Regions from separate parts of the Sus scrofa genome. Here region 2 is linked to region 1. Evidence: chromatin contacts called from public Hi-C data. All regions are on one chromosome and are shown on one strand. The core of a region is the stretch at or near the end of the contact, and the rest is flanking DNA. Distances in the headings are between cores, read along the strand shown.

The links. Hi-C and Micro-C count contacts between places; a contact is called where the count stands out from the background.
Region 2: a Hi-C map of liver shows a contact between it and region 1, with 2.4 times the contacts expected there. The contact joins two enhancer-like sites. A contact is called at or near these places in 1 of 5 promoter capture datasets (liver) and 2 of 47 Hi-C or Micro-C datasets (heart right ventricle and liver).

Annotation. Positions count from the first base shown.
Region 1 is chr3:28,607,182-28,610,140 of Sscrofa11.1, reverse strand. It overlaps a transcript of BFAR not described here. Among named protein-coding and RNA genes, the nearest start is that of BFAR, 8.1 kb to the right of the region's middle. Within about 2 kb of position 1,445, at least 30 of the 83 cell types and tissues checked have an H3K27ac peak or open chromatin away from gene starts, as enhancers often do. A contact at or near this core is called in liver, where this site is marked.
Region 2 is chr3:28,902,797-28,905,755 of Sscrofa11.1, reverse strand. No RefSeq gene overlaps it. Among named protein-coding and RNA genes, the nearest start is that of MIR365-1, 3.9 kb to the left of the region's middle. Within about 2 kb of position 1,420, at least 2 of the 83 cell types and tissues checked have an H3K27ac peak or open chromatin away from gene starts, as enhancers often do. A contact at or near this core is called in liver, where this site is marked.

The DNA of each region.
Region 1 (2,959 bases), core at 196-2,695:
CTGGCCAAGTGCAGTGGGTTAAGGATGGCTTAGGTCACAGCTGTAGCTTGGATTTGATCCCTGGCCCAAGAACTTCTATATGCCAAGGGCGTGGCCAAAAAGGGAAAGAAAAGTTATGTTGTTTGCAGCCAGTCATAAAGATTCTTAAATGACAAACTTAATGACCATAGGTTTTATATTCTCATCGTTGAGAAGGTTTTGAGCAAAGAAAGGGCTTGATCAGAATTTTGCTCCAGGATGATGTTTCAAGCAGTGGAGAGGACTGAAGAAGAAATGAGGTCAGGGAGTTCCCGTCGTGGCGCAGTGGTTAACGAATCCGACTAGGAACCATGAGGTTGCGGGTTCAGTCCCTGCCCTTGCTCAGTGGGTTAACGATCCGGCGTTGCCGTGAGCTGTGGTGTAGGTTGCAGACGTGGCTCGGATCCCGCGTTGCTGTGGCTCTGGCGTAGGCCGGTGGCTGCAGCTCCGATTGGACCCCTAGCCTGGGAACCTCCATATGCCGTGGGAGCGGCCCAAGAAATAGCAACAACAACAAGAACAAGACAAAAAGACAAAAAAAAAAAAAAAAAAGAAATGAGGTCAGGAGTGTTATTTAAACTTGATTTTGTTAAAATCTCACCCATCCCTTGTCTGAAACATATACTCAGCATGTAAGTTTTTCTTTTTACATAACAGCTCTCCACTTCCCAGGCTTCCATGTACCCAAGAATATTCTAAGGGGCTTGTTTAAAATGAACATTCCTCGACCTCTCTCCCAAGTATCCTTACTGGAGTTCACCGAACTTCCCAGGTGATTCCGAAGGAGGTTCTAAGAAATTTCTGTGATAGAAGCCAGATATCTGTGGATTTGATTTTCAGCTGCAAATATCTAGAACCCAGCTTTGTGCCAGTTACCCTCCAGTCCAAAGATAGAATTCTCCGGCTTGGTTCCTGACCTTAAGATCAGAGTCAGGTTGGAGAGGCAGAGCCTCCTCGAACAGTCGTGTGCAAAACCTGAAAAGGCGTCATTTGTTTATAGGGTGTGAATCAGAGGGGGACAGTTTAAAAACCGAGAGCCGAGGTGTGGGTTACCAGTAACCACCAGCAGTGTTTGATTACTTTCTGAGTTACTGGAACATCTTCAGTGTTTAATACAAGATAGGTCGTTGAAAACATGCTACAGAATAGACCCGACAGAGGAGAGAGCCAGGACACCCTTCGCAGTGTGCGCTTATCTTGCCCAACACCAGTCACAGGCAGTAAATCACCCCGCCTCCGAGTTCAGGCAGCGAGTCAGGCTCCCTTTGCCCTAGTGATTTCTGACCCTGGCTCAAAAGCAAATTTGTCTATGTGGAGCTGGAACAACACCATTTTATACAATAAGAGCCTGGAAACACTTATGTTAATGAAAGCCAGTTTCCACCGCCTGCAGGAAGTACTCATAAGGTTCTCTCTTTATTGTCATTTCCGACCCTTGGCCGGCTACATCCGGACACATTTTTTTTATCTCATAATCACTACAAACGGGTGGCCACTCTTTGGACATTTATGGTCAGTGGTGTTCTGCCAGGGTTTATAGGCATGTCCCCAGGAGTGGACTTGGGGTATCAGAAATAGGGACTTACCCAGTCACCCTCACCCCTGTTGCTCTCGTGAATGTTTCTGCTTGTTTATTTCATCGGAGGAACAGCCTGCTCACCCTCACGGCCACAAGCTGGAGTTCCTGCTTCAGCCTGCAGTGATGTCAGATTCTAGTTTAGATTTCTCAGTGTCGTGGCAGCAGCTCTGTGATGTGGCCAAGACCAGCGTGGTGTTACAGGTCTATCAGACTATGATTTAAAACCCAACTCTGGGAGTTCCCGTCGTGGCGCAGCAGAAACAAATCCAACCAGTATCCTTGAGGATGTGGGGTCGATCCCTGGCCTCGCTCAGTGGGTCAGGGATCCAGCATTGCCATGAGCTGTGGTGTAGGTTGCAGACGTGGCTGAGATCCCTCGTGGCTGTGGCTGTGGCTCCGATTGGACCCCTAGCCTGCCACGGGTGCGGCCCTAAAAACCAACCAACCAAACAAACAAAAAACCCAACTCTGTCCTATACTAAGTAGGCCTCCACGGTCTCATCTGTAAAATGGAGATGATAGTGATAATTATCCCATGGGGTTGTCGTGCCGCTCACATGGCCTAAGGGCTCAGTAAGTATTAGCCATTGTCCTTCTCTGTTGTCAGGTAACATGTCATGAGAAGAAAGAGCCTCCCTAGAGACCCATCTAAAGCCAAAACCTTTTTATTTTGCAGCAGACATCTCTTCTCAGAAATGATTGAGATTATGTGTTTCAGGCTGGAATCCCCAAAAATTAGCTCTTCAGAGGATCATTCCTAAAATGTTAGCTACGTATTGCAGTCACAGTCAGTGTTTTGTGGAGTAAAAAAGTAGAACCATAATTACATACCACTGAACCAAGCAGCCTGATCATTACGTTTCCTGAAGAATTAGCCGTCACCACGTGGAATCTTTATAAGCTAAGCTATAAAACTTCCTAAACTTGGAGTTAATGTGGTCTTCTTTGATAAACTCAATAAAAATTATTGTATTAATTGATTTTCTTGAATGTTAGTTGAGCGACTAAAGAATGAAACCGGGAGTTCCCGTCGTGGTGCAGTGGTTAACGAATCCAACTAGGAACCATGAGGTTGCGGGTTCGGTCCCTGCCCTTGCTTAGTGGGTTAACGATCTGGCGTTGCCGTGAGCTGTGGTGTAGGTTGCAGATGCGGCTCGGATCCTGCGTTGCTGTGGCTCTGGCGTAGGCCGGTGGCTACAGCTCCGATTCGACCCCTAGCCTGGGAACCTCCATATGCCGCGGGAGCGGCTCAAGAAATAGCAACAACAACAACAACAACAAAAACTCAAAAAAAAAAAAAAAAGAACGAAACCGTTCACAGCAGTGTTCGCACCGCCTCCTGGATAGTAGCCCTCTCAGTAT
Region 2 (2,959 bases), core at 171-2,670, 300 kb before region 1:
ACTCCCGTGTTATGGGGATGTTGCCACACTGTCAACTTCGTGTTAGCCTCTCAGGGAAGGGGCGTGTACCCACATGGGCGTGTCAGGGATGTGTCAACTCCCAGGACACATAGGTGGGTTAAGATCACAGACCTGTGGGCCAGATGTCCCATCTTTGAATCTGGATTCTTCCACTGACTGGTGTGAGACCTCAAGCAAGTTCCCGCTCCTCCTTGGGTCCCAGTTTCCCCATCTCTAGGTGCTAAATGGTGCCTACACAATAGGGCTGTGTGCAGGATGAAATGGACATCTGTAAAGAACTAAAGGCAGCGTCTGGCATCAACTATATGCTAAGTCTGAGCTATCATCTCAGAATCATAAATGTGCGCTGTTCTCATAGGATGAAAGGCAGCCGTCACCGCTGGCAGAGAACACAGTAACACCGAGCTCGCCCTCCTGCTCAATGCTTTACCTGCTGCCTTCTCACTTAATAGCCAGCCCTCCCCTAGGCCTTCCCACCTCTTGTTCAGATGAGAAAAAGGATGCTGAGGCAGGTGAAGAGATAAATCCAGGGTATCCAGCTGGAAAGCAGTTTGACCCCCGGTACAAGGCTGGCTTCATGGTTGTGGACCCCACTAGTTCAATGCTCTGCTCGTGTCATCCTGAGTTTCTTCTTCTTTTTTATGCTTTTTAGGGCTGCACCTGTGGCCATGTCAAAGTTCCCAGGCTAGGGGTCGAATTGGAGTTGCAGGTGCCGACCTACGCCACAGCCACAGCAACTCGGGATCCGAGCCGCGTCTGCGACCTACACCACAGCTTGGGGCGACACCGGATCCTTAACCGACTGAGAGAGCCCAGGGAGCAAATCCGGGTCCTCATGGATGGTAGTTGGATTCATTTCTGCTGGGCCACGAAGGGAACTCTGTGAATTTCTGAATAATTTTGGAACAAGGGGCTCACGTTTTTATTTTGCAAATTACAGAGCCAGTCCTGCCCAGATCTGACTTACTCCGAAGCCGGCACGCTTAACTCCTGCCATCCGTGTATCACACAGCTGGTCCAGATTGGTTTTCCAGTTCATCGGTACAGTATTTAGTGTGGGACTGAAATCCTGGGGCGAATGCAGGACTTATTACAGGACCAGATCACCCAGATGCCTATTAGATTGTTTGTTGCCTCCCATTAGACGGGAGGTAGGGCAGTTGCCGGGGGCAGGGGGTGATTCATGCATTGCCGTATCCCCAGGGCCTGGCAGATATTAGCTGCTCACTTAAAAGTTGTGAAACAAAGAATGAATGGGAGGCGGCTGTAGCTCCCAAACTAAAGCAGGTCATCCGTGGCAGCCACCCCCAGCTGGCTTCTGGACAGTTCCCTGAAGGGTATGGAGACAAAGGTCTCCCCACCCCTGTGAACCTGCGCGCTAATATCTTGTAGCAGATTACTGTTTAAACAGGTTCTGGTGGAGCCCGTAGCAGCAACCCAAGTGTTTAAAGACACACAGGCCTGGATTCCTGAGCTCCTGTTATTGGGGACGATGCCAAGGCGGCCCAAAGAACAGCCAGGTTTTTCAGCTTTAGTTCTGCGCAGGTTCAAGTCCCAGCCAAGGATCAGGGGGCAGAGTTTCCCAGACAGCTCAACGAGAGGGTTTGGATTTGGGGACTAAAGATCCTTTTGCCTCCGAAATGAGAATTTAGCTCCACCCTCCCAGTTCCCCCATTTGCTCCTCAAAAAACTTACTTAGCTTTCCTGAGAAGCAGAGAATCATCTCAAAAGCCTTTAAGATGCTCGCACCAATAATAACCGTGTGTTTTGCCACCTGTTTTCACAGGCTTGATCTCCGGTCGCTTCAGAGAATAATCATGTGAAATAGGAGTTAACCATCCTCATTTTCTAAATAACATCATAACCATCACCCTATACTGAGTGTTTTATAAGAGCTAAGCCCTCCACACGGATGAAGTCATTTTTGTTGCACAAGCAACACAGAAGGGAGGCAGTGTTACTGTGTCTGGCTTTGCCACGAGGAAACAAGCTGAGAGAGAGGAATGGACTTGTCCAAGCCCACACACCCAGCGTGTGAGGAGCCTGGATCTTCCATCTCAGAGGTCAGTGAACGTTTTCTGAAAAGGGTCAGATCCTCAATAGTTTAGGCTTTGCAGGCCATCCTGTCCCTATCACAGCTACTCTGCTGTAACAAGAAGCCAGCCGGCAACAATCAGCAAAATGAATGGAGGCAGCTGTGTGTTCCACGAAAACTTTATTTGCAAAGTCAGGCAGCAGGCTGCTTTGGGCCCACATGCTCTTCCTTTGCCTACCCTGGTCCAGACCCTCAAACCTGCCTCTCAGTTAGAACGAACTTGGCCCTGCCCTCGTTCTTCCGCAGCCTCTCCCACCTCTGTGAAGTGACTTGAGTTGTGTTTCAAGAACAGAGACCAGGAGTTCCCACTGTGGCTCCGTGGATTAAGAACTGACTCGTATCCATGAGGCTGTAGGCTCGCTCCCTGACCCCATTCAGTGGGTTAGGATCTGGCATTGCCGTGAGCGGTGGTGTAGGTCTCAGATGTGGCTTGGATTCCTGTTGCTTGCGGCTGTGGTGTCGGCCAGAGCTGCAGCTCTGATTCGATCCCTAGCCTGGGAACCTCCATATGCTGCAGGTGTGGCCCTAAAGGAAAGGAAAAAAAAAAAAAAATAGAACAGAGACCAGCGGCGCTTGGCAGAGGCTGAGCTGACTCCTCTTTCCTTGAGGGGATGATGAAGCTCTTGGAACTGACAACTCTGAGGAGTCGTTAGTGATTGCCATGATAGGCACCAAGGGGACTTCAAAAATTGTAATTTTAATACCTGTCAACTGAGTAGCCTTTAAAGAGGAAAGTGTTGTAAGAAAATACCTCCGTGGGGCACCCTGACTGTGGGAGAAGGCCCTCCCCTGATATTGGTGAGAATGGAAATAGAATGAAAAATGTCCCAGAGTTCCCGTTGT